3 separate regions of the Mus musculus genome follow, and all the other regions are linked to region 1. The links are chromatin contacts, called in public HiChIP or PLAC-seq maps. All regions are on one chromosome and are shown on one strand. Each heading gives the region's core, a stretch centred on a gene start, on an enhancer-like site or on the middle of the called end of the contact. The rest is flanking DNA. Distances are from core to core; before and after follow the strand shown. Region 1 overlaps Gm50597 (a long non-coding RNA gene). Region 2 has its middle 13 kb from the start of Asph. Region 3 has its middle 56 kb from the start of Gm42252.

Region 1 (3,343 bases), core at 528-3,027:
AAAAGAGCGACAGTGCATAGGGTGGACAGGTCGGATCTGAGGATAAAATACAAACGTATGCCACCAGCCACAAGCCCCATAAAATCCTCACAATGGGAACCCAATCCCTCTACTCAGCTAGCCCAACCCACATCACTCCAGCAGTCTTTCTTTTCCAGGTTTCAATTATCTGTCCTCACCCACGTTCTGAAAATGTTACGTGGAAAGTTCCATACATAAGTAAGTTGTACGTTTTGTATTGAATGCTATTCTAAGTGGGGCAATGACACTTCACAGTATCCAGTCCCTTCCTATCTGGAATGAGAATCGAACCTTTGTTCTCTGTATCCACACTATATAGGCTACCTTCCCGTTACTCACGTGACCCTCAGCTCGCTTATTGAGGTATCACAAAGTTTGTGCTCAGTAAACCAAATTTACTTGTACAACAACCCCTTCGAGCAAGACAGGCAATGCTAGGAATTTAGGCGTGCCAAAGACAAGTTGGAAAGTGCTTTTGATAAATGGGAAGGTGCTATAATAATAAGCTTAATAAGAAAAGAACAAAACGTCTAGTAACATTGTTAAGATCTACACTTTCAGAAAGACATTTAGAAAACAAGAGAAAATGACTATTAACGTTTGTTGTAATTTTCTGTCTTACTGCTCTCGTTAACCTTTTCCTGAACCTTGTTGTAGGTTAATTTATAGATTTAACTTACTAATTTATAAGTTAAATTTTGACCTAGGTGTGTATATGTAGAAATATATTAAATATACCTAAGGATATATGTATCAGTAGGATGAATAGTTTCAGGCTTCCTCTGAGGGTCTTAGAATGTGCCCTTCATGATTAAAGGGTATACTATCTTCTCTCTGCCTCCACTGGAGCTGGCCTGGGGGAAGGTCTCAGCAACCCTCCCTCTCCATTCCATGTCCAATCATAGCCACATCTGGTAGCTGCCAGGCATCCCAGCCTTCAGTCCTGGCTTTCTCAGGCCCATCCTCCACATTATGGCAAAGAGATCTGCGTTGAACAAGTGAACTAACAGGCTGTTCTTATTATGACATTGAAGAAAGCCTTATACGTTCAACTAAACCCGGCTATTCAGTGAGTGCTTTTAAGGATTCCTCATAAACTGATTAAAATTACCAGGTGTCAACGGAGTATGGTGGTACACGTCTGTAATCCCAGAGCTTGGGTAGTAGAGGCCTGAAACTACTCAAGGTTGACACAATTTCATAGCAACTTAGAGGCCAGCCTGGGCTAGTTGTAGACCTGTCTAACAAAGAAGAAGACGGCAATTACAAGTGAAAATTTTGCCTCTGAGTTATATGAGGTCAGCCTCACCGTAAACACTCTCCAAACTCTACAAACCAGGTATTTTTCTGTTCTCGTGCCTTGTTTTGTTTTGTTTCATTTTGCTTCTGTAAGGTTTCAAGTTGTAGCCCTGGCTGTCCTGGAACCTAGTCTGTATTTCAGGCTGGCCTTGAACTCATGAAGATCTATCTATATCTGCATCCCAATGGCTGGGATTAAAGACTTGAGCCACCACACTCTTGATCTCTGTTGCTGTGATAAAGCACCAAGACCAAAAAAACTGATGAAAGAAAGGATTTATTTTGGCTTATATAGTTCCAGAGGGATATGAGTTCTTCATGGTGGAGAGGCATGGCTGCAAGTGGCTAGCATTCTGGATAGATGACATTTTCAACCATGAGCACAGACCAGAGAAAGCAAACTGTAAGTGGGGCAAGGCTATAAATACTTACCACCCGCCCCCAATGACATACTTCCTCCAGCAAGGCTACAACTCCCTAAATAGCATTGTCTACTGGGAACCAAGTGTTCAAAAATCCCAGGCTGCAGGGGAAATTCCCATTCAAAACAACAGGCCAGATTATGGTTTTCTGAGTTTCAAAAAATATGCCTGGGTCTGACTTGCTGCTGTTGGTAACGCTGCCTTGCATGGAGCTGGCCCTCTCTTGCCTCACATATTAGTTTGTCTTTCAGGACTCAGACTTTCCCCCAAGCATCTTCTCTACTAGTCCCACTGATTTAGACGTCTATTCTGCATGTCCCAAATACCCCTTTCTTCGTTATAACTCTACGGAGCTGCTTAATAGTCTGTTTATGTGTCCATCTGCTCTCCTCCTCTGAGCTGCTTGCATGTCAGCACCATCTGATTCACCTTCATAGCTCCTGGAACTAGCACGGAACATGAGTCATACTTGAGTAATCCCTACATCTTCATCACTAGAGTAAATAAAGGCAGGGGGAGACGTCTCATTGCAGGAAGTCTCAGATGTGCCTACTAGCCCCGGCCGTCTGCTTCCACCTGCCAGCTAAAGCTTGCTGGGCTCCACTGGGAGTTGGAAGGGGCAAAGCAATTAAACTTGGAAGTCTCTGGCCTGTCAGGTTCACCTAGAGCATCAGACTTTAATTAGATGGCAAGGTAGCACTGAGCTTAGCCCTGAAAAGGGAGGCTATCATTGGAGGAGAGGGGGAAAGCAATTCCAGAGGCTCGGGAACGTGGCAGAGATCCAGGCTGACAGGTCGGCAACACTGAAGACCCAGGAGGGCCACATCAGTGCACTGGGCACACAACGAAAGGATATTGCCGAAGTTAATAGACAGCTCAGGAAAAGGAAAACTTAACTGTGGATTTTGTGTGCTAACGTCTTACATTCTGCTTCAGACTCATTTTGTTGCTAGGACAGAATAGGACAGAGTGGGTAATTGATAAACAGGAAAAAATCATTTCTTGAAGTTATAGAAGCTAGAATTCCAATGTAAATGTGCCAGCATTTGGCAAGGGGCTGTCTTGCTTCCAACGTGGTAGAGGAACTCACAACACCAAAGAGCGCAATAGTGCTCACTGGAAGATCTTCCCAGCTGACACGGTCCAGCACAGGATCCTTCCTTTTGTCCCCCACCCCCACCCCCGCCCCAAGGCCGCACACCTAAAGGCTATCCACATGTGAATTTAGGATGTGAGTTTCCAACAGTGGATCTTTGGAAGGCAAGGTCCAGCTAGCATGTATCCCTTCTAAGGCCTCGGGACGAAGTAGAAAGACAGGCAGCGTCTAAGTGTGGACACAGCGAGAGGCTCAGATGAATCTCATCCTGTGTCTGAGGCCCCGCCCCTGAGAACACACCCACACCCAAGACTCAAACTCAGCCTCTGATGTCCCTGCTCTCCCTTCTTGTGTTTCTTCACTAGAAAGCTTCCTCTGCTGTGAAAAGAGATCCAAAGACAGCAGGGGTGGGGTGTGGCTACTGATGGACAAAGGACCTTGCACTTCCTCACTGGGGGGTCCTGGTGGATCATCCCATCTCTCAAACATGGTGCATTAATACTGA
Region 2 (3,592 bases), core at 111-2,610, 550 kb before region 1:
TTTGCTCTTTCCGGATATCTTAGTTTCAAGGAAGTAATATTTTGAACTACAGAATATATTGCAATATATTACTTCAGAGTGCTTAATGCAAACAGTTATGTCAGTGAGTCATTTTCTCTCCAGCTCATTTTGACTATGAGACATCAATCAGGCCTTATTATTTAGAACTTATAAATATTTATTCTTGAGACAAGTTCCTGATGTTGACAGGGTAGACTTCCTATGTACAAGCTGACACTGATATACTGCCAGGCTCTCTAGTCTTAGGATTCTGTATTGCATTGAGATGGCTTTATGAAGAAGCAAGAAAGCATGGAAAGAAAGCCTGGCCACTCAATTGCAATCTGCAACTTCTTAAAAGAGTAAACTTACACGAACATTTCTGATTTCTCCTTTGAATCTTATTTGCTCCATAATGTTTCTTAGCATATTACCTATACCACTTGTAGACATGGACTTTTAAAAATATGTATGTGTATATGAGTGCTCATGTGTTATATATCTTTAATATATATTAAATATGTATATTCACGTATTCATCTTTAATGCATGTTAAATCAGAAATTAAGATTTTTCTGGTCTTTGTAGGGCATAATGTACTTTTTTAAAGCTTCCAAGTGATTCTTGTGAAAAATTAATTTTCAGTAAAATACACTCAGTTCACTTGAATGCAATCATTGCAGCCCCATGACCAGCAAGGCATCATCTGGGCTGCTGATATTTCTAGGTTTTGATGGCCACCCATCTTGAACTCCTGGTACTTCAGTCTCGGATTTATCACCAACTAAATAATACCTGGAGTACCCATCCTCAGGGTTTGGCATTCTCTGTCTCTCTTCTTTGAGACTCATAAGTGATAAACCAGCTAAAACTGAGGAACACAAAGCCTAAAGTTCTCTCCTAGGAGAATTACATGCAGGAGGGATCTGATTTGTTAGGAGAAGACGGAATGAAGGCAGCAAGCCCATGGGAATCAGCACGAGACAGCAGACAGAGCACTGTTTCACGTTTATTGTCGCCTTGGAGGCACAGCCGGAGAGGGCTTCAGAAGACCTTTTCAAGGAAGTTCCCCAGGTCTAGAAGGCAGCAACTTCTGCTAAGGATGTAGCAAACTCAGGTCACTGAAATTTCACTTTTACTTTGTCAGCCAACATCATATGTTTTTGATGCTAGATTACATTCCCTAGAACTGTGAGCCAGGGATAAGCTCTCCCTTCCTTGAGTTGCTTTCATCAAGTATTCTGTGTCAATGAGACACTAAGCTAACGAGAACAGCTTAAGTGCGAGTTCTGCTTTAAGTGACGTTTAAGCACTAAATCACTCTTACCCTCACATGTGAAACAACGAGGTTGAGCAACATCCTCATTAGTATGCCTTTGCAAGCATGGACTCTTTGACTCATATGGTGCGCATGGGACCGTGGTGACTGAATCCCTGTCCTCAACATCTGTTGGCAAATGCAGGGGGTAGCACGCTGTGCTCTATGCTCATCTTTCTCCTTCCCAAACAGCAGGAACTCCTTAAGAACCAAGAACAGTGCTTGCAGGAAGTAGAGATTTCATTAATGTTTCCTGAGCAGACCATAAACTATACTTCTTCATTAAAGTTTATGATATTGCCAAAATTAGACCTTCTGCACAGCAACTTTATAGCATAATGTATTGTGAAGCAAAATGAAACCTTACTGTGGGCAGTAACTCACAGGGCAGTGTCTAAAACATCAACAAGTAAAGACTTGTCTTAGGTATGATTTGAGTCAGTGGATATGCTACCATTTAAAATTATAAAACACTTCTTTACATTTAGAAAGCACTTTACTGTCTGGTATACTTTATCATTAATTTTCTCATCGTTTCATAATGTGTAAAACTCAGTTCACATAAGCAAATAGTTTGATTCACTGCTGGGTCATTCTATATTTGTATTTTATGTCATGATCTCAGGGACTGTCTTCAGACACTAACTGATAATACTCAAAGTCACATCGAATACAAGAAAACTCATTCACCACTTATAATGGTTCATTTCTCCATTGCAGCGAGAAGATACCTTGGGCTGAATACCTGGATAACAAAAGTGCAAAGAGCATGGTGCTAACTCTATTGAAGGCCTGCTGCCTGACCACACTGCATCACATTATGGTGGAGAGCATCATGTGAGAATCTATAGAAGAGAAAGAGGTCACATGCTGAGACAGAAATCCAGAAAGATCAGAGCAGCTACTCTAATTGTTTCATTAACAACTCTATGGGAACAAGCTGGGGTCCAAAAGAACCCCTTCATCTCTTGAAAGGTAGTGTCTTCAATGACATAGTCACATTACATTAAACTTCACTTTTTTTTTTTTTTTTTTTTTTTTTTTTGGTTTTTCGGGACAGGGTTTCTCTGTATAGCCCTGGCTGTCCTGGAACTCACTTTGTAGACCGGGCTGGCCTCGAACTCAGAAATCTGCCTGCCTCTGCCTCCCAAGTGCTGGGATTAAAGGCATGCGCCACCATGCCTGGCTAAACGTCACATCTTAAAAGTTTCACTACACCACTCACTCTGTCTCCTGATATCACAATTACTATGGTTTGAATGGCAAATGTCCTCACATAGACTCGTGTATTTGAACACTAGCTCCCCAACTAGTTGTACTATCTGGAAAATTGTGCAACATTTAGGGGGTGGCACCTCTCTGAAGGAAGTGGGTTAATGGTGTGGGCTTTGTGGCTCTGGAGCTTGGGTCTATTTTCTGCTAACTCTCTGTTTCCTGATGGTGACCAGAATGTGACCTGCCAGCCTCCTGTTCCTGCCACCATGCTTTTCCTTCCTGTTGCCTCATCTTCCCTTCCATGACACATCTGTCTTACTTTTCTATGGCTGCAAAAAGACATCATAACCAAGGCAACTTATAAAAGAGAGCATTTGATTTTGGGCTTCTGGTTCCAGAGGGTAGCCCATTACCATCATTGCCAAGAGCATGGCAGCAGGCAGTCAGGTGTGACACTGCAGTGGTAGCTGAGAGTTTATATTTCAACCACAAGCATGAATGAGGCAGAGAGGGAGAGAGAGAGAGAGAGAGAGAGAGAGAGAGAGAGAGAGAGAGAATGAATGGAGGGAGGGAGGGAGAGAGTGGAGGGAGAGAGAGGGAGGGGGACAGACACATATACACATACATACATACACACACAGATACACACACATGCATACACATACATGCACACACACATGGAGGGGGGGGCACATTTTGAGCACAGTGTGAGGTTTTAAAACTTCAAAGCCTATCCCCAGTGAGACACCTCCTCCAATAAGGCCATACCTTCTAGCCATTTCTACCAACTAGAGAGCAATCATTCAAATATATGAGACTATGGGTTCTATTTTCATTTAAACTACCATGGCATCCCTTTGTAATTATAATCCAAGACAAACCCTTTTTCCATTAAGGTGCTTTTTCTGGATTATTACTATATCACAACAATGGAAAAAAGACCACTGTGAGGAAGCAGCAAGCTTTCAGTTTATGAAGCCTCGGGACACATACTTAAACAATATCCAAACTATAGATATCAGACCCTCAGGCAATCTGGGATCAGATTCAGAAATTCAA
Region 3 (3,398 bases), core at 557-3,056, 660 kb after region 1:
ATGCAGCTAGAGTCAAGAACTCCGGGGTACTGGTTAGTTCATAATGTTGTTCCACCTATAGGGTTGCAGATCCCTTTAGCTCCTTGGCTACTTTCTCTAGCTCCTCCATTGGGAGCCCTATGATCCATCCATTAGCTGACTGTGAGCATCCACTTCTGTGTTTGCTAGGCCCCGGCATAGTCTCACAAGAGACAGCTACATCTGGGTCCTTTCAATAAAATCTTGCTAGTTCAACCCTAATTTTATCTTTACTTTTTCTTGCTGTTTCCTGGTTTTGGACATGATGTATTCTTGCGTTTTGTTATTGTTTTTGTTTGTTTTGGTTTTTTATTTGGCTTTTAGGACTTTGAGGTTCATCATTAGGTTATTTATTTAAATGTGGGTTTTAAGGATATGTACTTAGGCCCATGAACTTGCCTCTTAGAAGCTTCTTAGTTATTCCCCAAAGTTCTTATAAATTTCTCTTTTAATTCTATTCCTTCCTGATTTCTTCAGTGACCCACAGGGTTATTCCAAAGTATATTTTTTCTGTTTCTAATTATTTGTGCATTTTCTATACTTTCTTTTGCTATCAACTTCTGGTTTATTCTACTATGACCTTATTAAAAATTACATTATTTTGACTCTTTTGTATTTGTTAATACTTGCTTTGTTGTCCAGCATGTCATTTGTTTTAGAGGCAGTTTCATGTCCTGATCAAAGAATGTGTCTTCCATATCAGTTGAATGAATATCCTGTGGTTGTCTGTTAAAATCCATTTGACATTTGCTATAGTTTTTAACTTTTAAGTTTCATCATTTTATTCGGATGTTATATCTAAACGTGAGAGTTGGGTATTGAGGTCACCCGTTGCTATTGTGTCATGATCTATCTGATTTTTTATAGCCATTAGTGTTTATTTTATCAGATTGGGAGCCCCAGAATTTTGTACATATATACTCTCAAGTGTTGTATTTCTTTTGCCTCTGCCCCAGTGTGTGTGTGTGTCTGTGTGTATAATTTTGTGTGCATGTGTGTATAAATGCACGCACATGTGTGTGTGCTTGTGTGTGTGCCTATAATACACGAACATATGTGTACAGATGCACTTACCTGTTGTATATGTGTAATACACAGTGGATGGCAGGTATCTTGTTTTTACTCTCTGCTTTATTCCTTGGAGACATGGTCTCTTATTGAACTGAGAGCTGAGCAGGTGGACGGCTAGCCCAAGCAATCCTCAAATCCCTTTTCTATTCCCCGACAACAATGGTGAAAGGCACAGACATGGTCATGCCAGGCTTTATATATGTGTACTAGAGACCCAGGTCTTCATGCTGGTCCTGCAGTTTTACCTGCTGAGTCATCTTCTCTGCCTCACAGTTGTTATATCACCCTGATGAGCCATTCACTTTAGTGCTGTGCATTGCTTCTTTGTTTCTCTTAACTAAATTTGGTTTGAAATCTACTTTATCAAACAACATGTTGGCCATACCAATCTGTTGTTTCAGCTTCCATTGGCTTGGTATGGCCAACATGTTATGACTCTCTTGACTCTATGTTTGTGAATGTCTTTGTTGGTGAAGTGTGTTTTTCCAACACAATAAATAGTTAAATTGACTTTTAGCCTACTAAGCTAGTCTGAATCTATTTATAGATGGATAGAGACCATGTTCATTTAAGGTTTTTTTTTGTTGTTGTCATTTCTTGCTTTTGAGAAAAGGTTTTGCTATGTAGCCTTGTCTGGCCTGGAACTCACTACATAGACTCACTACACAGACCAGGCTGACTCAGAATGCTCAGGGATCCAGCTGCCTCTGTCTCCCAGGTACTGTAATTAAAGGCTGTGTCACAGTGCTCAGCATATTAGGGATATCATTAGGGGATGTTTAGTAATTCCTGTAGTCCTGTTGGCTGTTTTCCAAGGTGTTGAATCATTATTTGTTCTTTGCTTTCTTCCTTGGTCATGTTTGGGTTTGCTGATTTCTTATTCTAGACACAATGAGTTCTTTCCTCACTCTCCTTTGTTAATTTAGACCTCTCATGAAGTTGGTTCTCTCCTCTGGTCTCAGGGTTGAGATTATCTGTCTTCCTCCTTTCTGTATGTTGCTCCTTAAGCATCATCTGTAGCTGTCTTAGTTAGGGTTTCTATTGCTGTGATAGAACACCATGACCAAAAAGCAAGTTGAGGAGGAAAGGGGTTTATTTGGTTTGTACTTGTACAGCACCATTCATCATAGAAGGAAGTTAGGGCAGAAACACAAATAGGGCAGGGACCTGGAGGCAGGAGCTGATGCAGAGGGCATGGAGGGATGCTGCTTACGGGCCGACTCCTCACGGCTAGCTCGGCCTACTTTCTTATAGAACCTAGGACAACCAGCCCAGGGACAGCAGTACCTACATTAGGCTGGGCCCTTCCCTATCACTAATTAAGAGAATGTCCTACAGGCTTGCCTACAGCTCTATCATAGGGGGGGCATTTTACTAATTGAGGCTTCCTCTTCTCACATGACTTTAGCTTGTGTCAAGTAGACAATAAACTACCCAGCCCAGTGCTATGACTGGCAGTGCTGGCCTTGAATACAATATCCTCATTTCTCACCAGTAAGATGGGTTTATTGTAATCTTATTAGGAAGTTATTCATTTTCAGGGCTCAAAAAAAAAAAATATATCCCATCTTTTCCAGGCCTTGAGGACTGCTGATGAGAGGTAGTCTGGTTTTATTCTGATGTGCTTTTCTTTGTATGTCTTACTATTGTTCCTTTCAAAATATATTGTTGATATATTGATTCTAGAAGTATTTTATGTTAATTATGTGTATGGGTGTTTTCCTACATGGATGTCTGTGTACCATATACACACTTAGTGCTTGGAGAAGCCAGAAGAGGGCATTAGAGCCCCTGGATCTGGAGTTACAGATGGTTGTGAAGCAGTATGTGAGTACTGGGAATCGAACCCAGGTTCTGGAAGAGCATAGTGTTAGAATGCCCCAAATATATTATCAGAGGAGAAAGGTAGTGCATGCCCTGGTACATGGGTTGTTATGGGAGTAACCAACCTCTTCTTTTGGGATTCAAGGCCCATTCCAATAGATGGAACCTGTACCTGACACTTTCAGTTGAGCCAAGAACCCAAGACTAGAGTGATAGGGAAAAAGATCTGTACACCACTAAACACTCATCAGAGCAACTTCTTGCAGTAGGTGACAACTGGGACAGAGAGACTATTTGCCAACATACAGAGACTAAGAGACTTTGGGATGCTCAGTCCTAAACAGGATGTCTTCATCACACTTCTCTCCTCAAGGTTCAGGAGCTGTGCAGAAGACAGGGAAGAAAGATTGTCAAAGCCAGAGATGGTGGCTGGCTTCAGGACAGATGCACACTGGAGCTCACAGCATTTGTGACAGCATGTACAA

What was found. HiChIP or PLAC-seq counts read pairs in DNA pulled down with a chosen protein or histone mark.
Region 2: an H3K4me3 HiChIP or PLAC-seq map of bone marrow-derived macrophages shows a contact between it and region 1, with 5 times the contacts expected there. The contact joins two enhancer-like sites. A contact is called at or near these places in 11 of 39 promoter capture datasets (the 3T3-L1 cell line, the C10 cell line, the SN4741 cell line and 8 more), 6 of 484 Hi-C or Micro-C datasets (embryonic stem cells, erythroblasts, granulosa cells and 3 more) and 6 of 115 datasets of contacts at active chromatin or transcription factors (bone marrow-derived macrophages, craniofacial prominence, embryonic basal ganglia and 3 more).
Region 3: a contact with region 1 is called in a FOXA1 HiChIP or PLAC-seq map of pancreatic cancer cells. The contact joins two enhancer-like sites. A contact is called at or near these places in 1 of 39 promoter capture datasets (hippocampal neurons) and 1 of 115 datasets of contacts at active chromatin or transcription factors (pancreatic cancer cells).

What each region holds. Positions count from the first base shown.
Region 1 is chr4:9,132,340-9,135,682 of GRCm38.p6, reverse strand. All of the region lies in intron 1 of Gm50597 (a long non-coding RNA gene), which reads right to left. It overlaps Gm34288 (a long non-coding RNA gene), which reads left to right. Exons shown (of 4, transcript XR_881105.2): 2 at 159-219. Among named protein-coding and RNA genes, the nearest start is that of Gm34288, 8.6 kb to the left of the region's middle. Within about 2 kb of position 1,777, at least 41 of the 459 cell types and tissues checked have an H3K27ac peak or open chromatin away from gene starts, as enhancers often do. A contact at or near this core is called in bone marrow-derived macrophages and pancreatic cancer cells, where this site is marked.
Region 2 is chr4:9,680,494-9,684,085 of GRCm38.p6, reverse strand. No RefSeq gene overlaps it. Among named protein-coding and RNA genes, the nearest start is that of Asph, 13 kb to the right of the region's middle. Within about 2 kb of position 1,360, at least 65 of the 459 cell types and tissues checked have an H3K27ac peak or open chromatin away from gene starts, as enhancers often do. A contact at or near this core is called in bone marrow-derived macrophages, where this site is marked.
Region 3 is chr4:8,473,894-8,477,291 of GRCm38.p6, reverse strand. No RefSeq gene overlaps it. Among named protein-coding and RNA genes, the nearest start is that of Gm42252, 56 kb to the right of the region's middle. Within about 2 kb of position 1,806, at least 8 of the 459 cell types and tissues checked have an H3K27ac peak or open chromatin away from gene starts, as enhancers often do. A contact at or near this core is called in pancreatic cancer cells, where this site is marked.